Linked DNA regions of Canis lupus: region 2 is linked to region 1. The links are chromatin contacts, called in public Hi-C maps. All regions are on one chromosome and are shown on one strand. Each heading gives the region's core, a stretch centred on a gene start, on an enhancer-like site or on the middle of the called end of the contact. The rest is flanking DNA. Distances are from core to core; before and after follow the strand shown.

Region 1 (5,003 bases), core at 509-3,008:
GTGGGATTTCAATGATGCTAAAAACTGATTATGCAAAGAAGAACAGACTTGATGAAAATGTTAATAGTGGCTGTATTTGAGAGAATAGATAATGGGCTTTTTTCAGCTTTTGTAAATATATTTTTTTAAAACTTAAAAGGTTCTTCAATTACTCTTATTATAAAAAAGGATTCTGTTCAGAAATATTTTAATATGCCCCAAAGGGAAAGTTCATTTTTATATTTTCATGAAAATTACATATATAAATTCAATAAAAGTTAATGATGGCATGCTATAATACTGAAAATTTTGGAAGATGTTTTATTAATATTCATAGAGATACTGAGTCTGAGTCACTCAGTAAATGCAATATAGTAAAAAGTATATTACAATAAATTTTTTACATAAAAAAATGATCAAAAACTATTCAGTTTCTGAGTACACTCAATAACAAGGAATATTTGATACATTTAAGAGCACAGTGGGAGCACCTGGGCGGCTCAGCCTGTTAGGCGGCGGACTCTTGATTTTGGCTCAGGTCATGATGTCAGGCCTCTGAGCTGGGTATGGAGACTGCTTGAGATTCTCTCCCCCTCTCCCTCCTGGGTGTGCTCTCTCTAAAACAACAACAACAACAACAACAACAACAACAACAACAACAAAAAACGCAGCACAAAAATTTGGGTAGCCTCATTTTTCCCCTTTCCTTTCCTTCTTTCTTTTTTACAATAGCCTTTTTTTTTTTTTTTCCTATTTACTCTGTTGTAATAGAATTGAACCTGTATTGGGATCCCTGGGTGGCTCAGCGGTTGAGAGTGCCTGCCTTCTGCCCAGGGCATGATCCTGGAGTCCCAGGATCGAGTCCCATATGGGGCTCCCTCCATGGAGCCTGCTTCTCTCTCTGCCTATGTCTCTGCCTCTCTCTCTGTGTGTCTGTCATGAATAAATAAATAAATAAATTTTTAAAAAAAGAATTGAACCTGTATTGATGTAGCTTCCAAAACATTGTCAGCCTTGTTGAAGATTGTAAATTGGAATTATTGGAGGAATGTATTAATGTTTTAAAATACTGTGATTGTTACTAGTACATGCATGCAATAGAAATGTATTGCAACACTATGCAAAGTCAAGTTCTGTGGAACTGTTGTTGGCAAGAGCTCTTGGATGTTACCTTTGTAAAGGGTCCTGGGGCTGGAGATGCTGCATATACTTACGTTAAAGTATTCCACAGGCCTCATCCTTGCACAACTTCTTGGAGCCTCAAGTATACTAATTTTAATTGTGACTCTCAAGAACAGTGGGCAATAAGTGGCATTTGCCCAGAATTTTTTTTTTAATCTCCCAAATAGGACACTTCACATTGGGATGTGCAGTGTCATAGGCACACAAGGACTTCATCTTCTCAGTTAATCTTGAGCCCAGGAAGCTGAGTTTGCCAACCTCTATTGCCACAAGAGGGGTGTTTTATGAATTTGAAGTACACATGCAGATCACAATAAACCACTTACAGAGCCATGTCATGTGTCACGGAGGCCCAGTTCCCACTGTCATGCAGAGTCTCGTTTGGAGTCATTCCTTTGCGGAAGCTTGGTTCTGATGAGACAGCAGAAGACCAGAAGGGACTTGTGAGCTTCATCCCAGGTTCCGTGCTTTGACCTCCTTTATAAAGTGGCTTAGGAATGACATGCAACCCTGCAACTCACCCCCTTCCCCCCCCTCCACACACAGCTGCACACCCTTGGCTGGCATGCGAAGCGTGCTTAGAAAGGGGAAGAAAAACCCAAACCACAAAACCCCACATTCCTTTTGAGGGCTGTATGTGTACACACCCTAGACCTTTGACCCTCTTTCCTTGCTGAACAGGGGTTTTCGAGGCTTGGAGTCAGAAGTCCTGGATGGTTAAGATGCAGCTTTACCACATCCTAGTCTAATGGCTTGGCATTTACCCTCTGGAGGCTCTGTTTGTTCATCTGTCAAATGGAGCCAATGAGCCCTGGGTCCTGTCTAACCTTCCAGGACTGTGATAAGGATAAAACGGAATAAAAATGCTACAAAAAGCTGGAAGTGCGAGGCTTGGTTAGACCACTATAAATAAAAACAGTTCACTTGCTGTTTCTGAGGTGGTGAGGAGAGTGAAAAAAAAAATGGGAAAGGCTGGACGCCCAAATGAATGCTCCCCTGAGACTCCTAGACTCCTCCCAGCCTTCCCTAGTCCTTTCCCACTTACCTGGTCAGTCTGCTCACCAAATACAAGGCTTCCATGCGCTCTGAATTTAGACAACAAAAATGGGAAAAGACAAGACACATGAGGTAAATTGTGTCTAGACCACCCACAGCCTCTGTATTCCAATTCTGACAAAATTTTTACACCACTGAAAAAATGACCTCAAATGAGCACTTTCTTTAAAAATAATATGTAAAAATGTAAAGGCTGGAAGTATCTGCAACAGTCTAAAAACTTATGAAAAAACAAGAAGATTCCAGTAACATCTCTAAAGACCGACAACTGAGGCCAGAATCTGGGAAAGTTTGCCACTAATTGTAAGGCAGATGGAACTGGATGAAGTCTACCAAAATGGCAGAAAGAGTAGGAAGATCTGGAATTGCAAGGATCAATCAAGTAGATTCCAAGTGGTTGTTTAAATCTTTTCAGTACAAAACAGCAACAACAACAAAGTACTGAAGGGAAAAAAATACACATATTTTATATAGACTATTTCCATCATTTTGGAGTGGTGAACACCTTTCCAGGAATGACTCAAAGACAGGGACCATGAAGGAAAACATTGCTTTATTTTACTATGGATAATTTAAAATTTTCATGCATGAGAAAACCGTAAACTACCTCATGTGTTGCTGGTGGGATTTTAAAAATATACAGCCACTTTGGAAAACAGTCTGGCAGTTCCTCAGATGTTAAATATAGAATTACCACATGGCCCAGAAATTCCACTCCTAGGTGTAGACCCAAGAGAAATGAAAATACACATCTACACAAAAACTTGTACATGAATGTTCATAGCAGAATTCTTCATAATGGCCCCAAAGCAGGAACAACCCACATGTCGGTCAGGAGATAAATGCATAAACAAAATCTGGTGTACACAAACAACCGAATATTATTCAGCCATGAAGTAATGACACATGCTACAACTTAGATTAATCCTGGGGGAAAAAACCAGTCACAAAAGATCACATGTTGTATGTGTATTTTGTGTTCATGTATTTATATGAAATGTCCAGAATAGGCAACTCCTATTATTCTATCCAGAATAGAAACAGAAATGGGGATCCCTGGGTGGCGCAGCGGTTTGGCGCCTGCCTTTGGCCCAGGGCACAATCCTGGAGACCCGGGATCGAATCCCACGTCGGGCTCCCGGTGCATGGAGCCTGCTTCTCCCTCTGCCTGTGTCTCTGCCTCTCTCTCTCTCTCTCTGTGTGACTATCATAAATAAATTAAAAAAAAAAAAGAAACAGAAATGGATTAGAGGTACCAGGATTAGAGGTCACAGGTACAGGTCTGTGGGATAATTCTGGGCAATGACTACCAATGAGTTCAAGGTTCTTTCTGGGTGCTGAAAATATTCTGGAATTAGATGATGGTGATGGTTTCGTTAACTGTGAATGTACTAAAAATCATTAAATTGTATACTTTAGAAGGGTGAATTTTATGGCATGTGAATTATTTCTCCATAAAGCAATTGTTTAAAAAATATAAACAGACTACAAAAAAACATAAAATAGCAAAGCTAATGACAAAAATTGTAATATTTCACTAGATGGTTAATTGGTTAATAGGTGTAATACACAAGGAATTTTTACATAAAAATTTGAAAATAGGGGATCCCTGGGTGGCTCAGTGGTTTGGCGCCTGCCTTTGACCCAGGGAGTGATCCTGGAGTCCCGGAATCGAGTCCCACGTCGGGCTCCTGGCATGGAGCCTGCTTCTCCCTCCTCCTGTGTCTCTGCCTATCTCTCTCTCTCTGTGTCTATCATAAACAAATAAATAAATAAATCTTTAAAAATTTTTGAAAATAAATAAGCCATTTTAAAAAATTGGCAAAGGCCAAGATACCCATTTCATAAGAGAAGCAGCACCAAAGGCCAATAAGCATTTTTATGTTTATGCTTATTTTGAAGTCCCTGTGGTTATTAGACCTGCTGCTAGAGGTTATCAGTGTGTTAATAATGAAGCACACATTTTACTATGTCATATTCTGTGAAGAGGTCCTCAAGCTTTACCAGAGCAGCAGTGTATGTACAAAACGGGTTAAAAGTGCCTGAATTAATGAAACAGGTAAAATAAAGTATGGCATATCCATATAAAGAAATACTATGTAACCATTATAACTGATATTATAGAGCAATTGGAACTCTCATACACTGCAGGCAAGATTGTAAATTGGGGTAACCATTTTGGAGACTCTTTGGTATTTTCTGCTGATGCTGAGCATTTGCATACCCTATGACAGAGCATTTATGCACACCTAAGCATGTATGCAACAGAAATATGTATGTTCACCAATGACATCTAAAGAATTTATAGCAGCTGTAATAGCCAAAACCTGGAAACAACCCATGTGTCTATCAACAATAGATTGAATAAATAAATTGTGATACATTTATTCAAAGGAATACTCTATGGTAGTAAGTGTGAATAAACTATTGCCAAATACAACATGAATGAATCTCATTTCTCTACCGTTGAGTGAAGGAATATAGACATAAAAATAAACCCATATAATTCCATAATATAAATTTCAAAAACCAGGCAAAAACTCAGAAATTAGAAGACAAGGTAGTGGGACACCTGGCTGGCTCGGTGGATGAGCATCTGCCTTTGGCTCAGAGCATGATCCTAGGGTCCCAGGATTGAGTCCTGCAGCAGACTTCCTGCATGGAGCCTGCTTCTCCCTCTGCCTATGTCTCTGCCTCTCTCTCTCTCTGGGTCTCTCATGAATAAATAAAATCTTAAAAAAAAAAAAAAAAAAAGAAGACAAGGTAGTGGTTTCTTTTAGGGGAGA
Region 2 (4,505 bases), core at 1,123-3,622, 440 kb before region 1:
CTCATGTAAGTGGAACTATATAATATTTGTCCTTCGGGGTCTTGTTCATTTCACTTAGCAGAATATTTACAAGGCTCATCCATATCATAGCATCTATCAGAATTTTGTTCCTATTTAAGGCTGAATAACACTCCGTTTAAATATATATTATGCTTTCATTTTAAGGTAAAATTTTCTAATGTACATAAACACGATTTGATATACAATATTATGGGAATATCTAAACTAACTTATTGAAGAGCTAGCTCATCATGTCCCCCACTGATTTGAAATTCTAACTTTATCTGACATTCCAATACAATGTTTTCTCGATAGGGACATCACCCCCAACGGGTTGAAAATTGGTCTTGGGGCACAGAAGAAAAATCCTACTCTTTTTATGTATAAAGCACAGACATATGTGCAGTACATAGAGATACATGTTATATCTGTGGTATTAAAATTTTATGGGAGGTGGTGATTAGGGAAAAAGTCTGAAAAGGCTCCTTTAGGGATAATAATGGGGGAAAGGTTGAGAAACCCTGCCCTGTACCACATTCCTACACTTATTTGTATGTTTTTCTGAACTTACTTTGCTCCATTGATGTGCCTGTCCCTACACCAGAAACATTAAATTCTGTTGTTCTTATCATTCTGCTCACTTCTTCCTAGAAAGTATGAGAATCTGAGGTCAACATGATATTTACTTGTTTACTTGTCTATGGCCCGTCTCCTTGGACTAGAATGACAGCTTACTGGGATCTTGGACTTGTCCTGTTCATCACTGTGGCCCTGCATTTTAAATGGTGCCTGGTAGAAGGCACCCACTGAATATTTTTTGGTTGAATTAATAAGTTTGAATATCTGGTAGATCAAATCCTTTCTAACTGTTCTTTTTTTTTTTTCTTCAAAAATTTAGCTACTCTCACCTGTTCATTTCTTGGAAATGAACCTTAGAATCACTTTAATAGGCTGTAAAAAATCCTATCAACTACCCTCCCTCTACCCTCCAGAAGGTGGAGCTTCTTGAGACTTAAAGAGGGTTAAAAATGGTAACATTTTGGCCAAGAAATCATCTTAACTATGTGAAGGAGGTCTACCATCACCATGTGCATATCACATAGCTGGATATTATGTGATGAGAGAGGCACTTCCCCTCTGTCGTGGTCTCCCCCAAAGCCCATCACCCCAATCTAATCATGAGAAAACACCCGACAAACTCAAATTCACACAATTCTATAAAACTGACCAGTACCCTTAAAAAAATGTCAGTCATAAAAAATAAAATAAAATAAAATAAAATAAAATAAAATGAAATAAAGGAAAAGCTGAAATACGTAATAGCTCAGAGGAGACTAAGGGAACATGATGACCAAATGTGGAATCCTGGATTAGATCCTGAACTATTAGTGGGAAAACTCCTGAGTTTTTCAAATGTAAGTCGTATATTTGAAATTATTATGATTGCAAGTATCTACCATTAGTTAGCTAGAAAATCTAAACAAGATGTGCTGTTTGCTTTATTAAGAAATTTTGAAACATTGTGTGTCAACTATACTTCCATAATAATCAAGACGTCTTTTAAAACTCCAGAAATGGATGGTGAATTTGATCAAATACCTTTTTAGAAAATATCTTTTTAATCAAATACCTTTTCAGAAAATATTAAGACGACCGTATCTTTGGCACTACAGATGTAATTTTCTCTTGTTATTCAAATATGCCTGCATCTCTAAAATAGCTCCTTCCAGGTGCAGTATGTAATTCTTTGGTGAAACACCAGAACCGGTTTGCAAGTATTTTATGTAGGATTTTAGCGTCATCATTTAGCTGCAGCCGGGCCTGGGCGCCCTACCTATCGTGACTTGGGCCGGAGGGAGGCGAGTAGGAACCGCAGCAGGTGCAGCGGAGGCCGCTGCACTCAGTGTAAAGACCTCAACAAGCTGAACGATCCCCCCCGGAGAGAAGCCTGCAGAGACCCTGGACTCGCTAGCGCCCCGAGCGGCGCCGGAAGTGGCGTCATCCACCCGGCGTCCCTCTCAGCCAATGGCCGCGGGATGCGCCGCTCGAGGGTAACCTGCACGGCACCTGGACTTAGGTAAAAGCAGACGGCCCTTCAGGCGCAAAATGAACTGTCCTTGTACATTATTACGCGAGGTAGCAAGGCAGCCTAGTCAGAGACAGGTGTCTCTTCCCGCTTCTCTGCCGCCAGTTAACGTAGCTCAGGGACACCACGCCTTCAACCTGAGGGCGCTCTCACGGTCCGCAGGTGCCCTCACTAAAGATGGCTGACCGGCGCGGAGTAAAAGCCGGAAGTAGGCGGGGTGGGCGGTGCGGGGAGGGGGCGTGGTTAGGCGTGGCGAGGGCGTGGCCTGGCCGCCTGGAGGTCGGGAGGGGCGTGGCCAGCCGCCCCACCTGGACTCTCGGTGAAAGGCGCGCGGGCCGCCGCCGTCCGCATTCCTGCCGTCTCCGGGGGGCGGGTCGCCACCGGCCCCGCCCCCGCCCAGATTTCTCCCTCTCGGGAGCACCCCCGGAGTCTCCGAGGTTGGGCCCGCGCTGGCAGCCGAGCCTCAGTCGGAATGGAGGGCGCCCAGGAGGACCCCGCAGAGTCTAGCTCCTCCGTCCCCAGGTTCGCAGAGCCTGCGGGCTCGGCCGGGGGCGCCGAGGTGCTGCCTCCGGAGGAGTCGGGGGCGGCCGCCAAGAAACTCTGTGGCTATTTAAGTAAATTTGGCGGCAAAGGTCCCATTCGGGGCTGGAAATCCCGCTGGTTCTTCTACGACGAGAAGAAATGTCACCTGTATTACTCACGGACCGCGCAGGATGCCAATCCCTTGGACAGCATCGACCTCTCCACTGCGGTCTTTGACTGCAAGGCGGACGCCGAGGAGGGGACTTTTGAAATCAAGACTGCCAACCGGATTATTACCCTGAAGGTAAATGGGGCAGTTTCCCCCTCCTTTTCAGCCAGGATGGGTTCCCAGGGCACGGCTGGGCACGTGTGGGTGGTCACAGTAAATTCACTGGAACAAGAATTACAGACTCTGATCTCTTCCAGTGAACCCTGGGCGCCCACGGTGTAGTGGATTCCAAAACGCATTCACACCCATTTCCTCATTGGGCGCCCACGGCAAAGGCGGGGTGATGCACCCACACTAGAATTTATAAACTGAGTCTTAGAGAAACGAAGTAACCAGCTAGGGGTCATGCGTGTCCGGAGCGGTGTAGACCACACTTGGAATCCCTGAGTCTTCCTACTTCCTCAGCTGTGTCTCGAGACTTTTACTTTTTGTTGTGCCTTAACAATGCAGTTACCTTAACTTTCTTACTTGGGGCTGAAAGAGAGTCAGGATATGAGCTGTGTAATCCGCTCCTGGCCTGGATTCTGAATCACTCTTCTTGATATTTTGGCCAAGGGGAGTGAATGCTGAGCAAATGTTGGCAGGGATTGGGAGATAAAATACTTAGGTTTCTCGGATCAGCCTAAAATGTTCGCAGAGGCATGACTAAACGTGTTTTGCCGTCAGTAGGTTTTATTTTATTATCACCTTGAACTGAGAAAGCCTGAAACAGTGGGAAAGCCACATGCTTTGAAATCAGACAGGCTTGGATTCAGATTCTCCATCAGGTACTTAGTAGCCGTGTCACCCGGGCAAGTTACTTAACCTCTCAGAATCTAGGTAGTTTGTGAGATTTAAAACAAGGTATGTAAGCATCTGGCACCTACAAATTGTTGAATTAATCCCAGTGTCTAGATGCAGCCCAACACCTCGTGGGTGCTCAATCGATTCTTGTTTAATGAACCCAAATGATGATAATAATAGGTCGTAATGTTCACGTTAGGAAGCGGTGCCCCAGAACTTGAGCGGAAAGACACATCTGAGCTGAGGGTTCCGGGATTCACACTCATCAAAGAAGAATGTGCCAGGAGACAGCCTCCTGGACACCACTCCGTCTTCCTGCCCTTCCATCCTGGCTTCCAGCCAACTGGGCATCCATCGAGCCCCTGGACGTAGCCCACAGTTTCCATTCCCCTTTAATGGCTGGGCCTGACTGGTGCCCTGGCTGGGGAAATCAGATAAAATAACGCAAACCTGGAATTCCAGGCCCGGGAAGGCACGCATTTGGGAGGTCATGTGGTTTATGGGTCATGCGTTCCCTCCCACAGGCTGAGCATTATCTTACAGGGTCTCCAATACATGTCTTTAACTGTTCAATTGATCTATGTCTGTGCCTGGCTCTGTGCTAAGCACTGGGGCATGGAGCCAGATCAGACGTGCTGCCTGGTTCTCAAACAGCTTGAGTAAGGACTGAGGAGGGAAGGAGAGGGAGACTGGCACACACAGTGCAGTGTTCTGTAGAGACGTTCTGATAAGTCTGTACCAGAAAAGTGTGACAGGAAGGGGTCGCTTCTGCTGAGTGGAAGGGTCCACCCAGGAGGAAACAACGGAGGAGGAGATGACACCTGAGGCCCAAAAAAGGGATTTGGTTTTCTATGAGCAGACAGGAGGGAGAAGGGTTATTCCTGG

The links. Hi-C and Micro-C count contacts between places; a contact is called where the count stands out from the background.
Region 2: a Hi-C map of blood shows a contact between it and region 1, with 4 times the contacts expected there. The contact joins the promoter of TBC1D2 here to the enhancer-like site in region 1. A contact is called at or near these places in 2 of 9 Hi-C or Micro-C datasets (amygdala and blood).

What each region holds. Positions count from the first base shown.
Region 1 is chr11:55,343,431-55,348,433 of UU_Cfam_GSD_1.0, reverse strand. LOC111098101 (a long non-coding RNA gene) reads left to right here. Exons shown (of 5, transcript XR_005367032.1): 5 at 1-586. Among named protein-coding and RNA genes, the nearest start is that of XPA, 14 kb to the right of the region's middle. Within about 2 kb of position 1,758, at least 2 of the 20 cell types and tissues checked have an H3K27ac peak or open chromatin away from gene starts, as enhancers often do. A contact at or near this core is called in blood, where this site is marked.
Region 2 is chr11:55,788,358-55,792,862 of UU_Cfam_GSD_1.0, reverse strand. TBC1D2 (TBC1 domain family member 2A) reads left to right here and starts at 2,372. Exons shown (of 14, transcript XM_038552915.1): 1 at 2,372-2,912. The coding sequence starts at 2,559.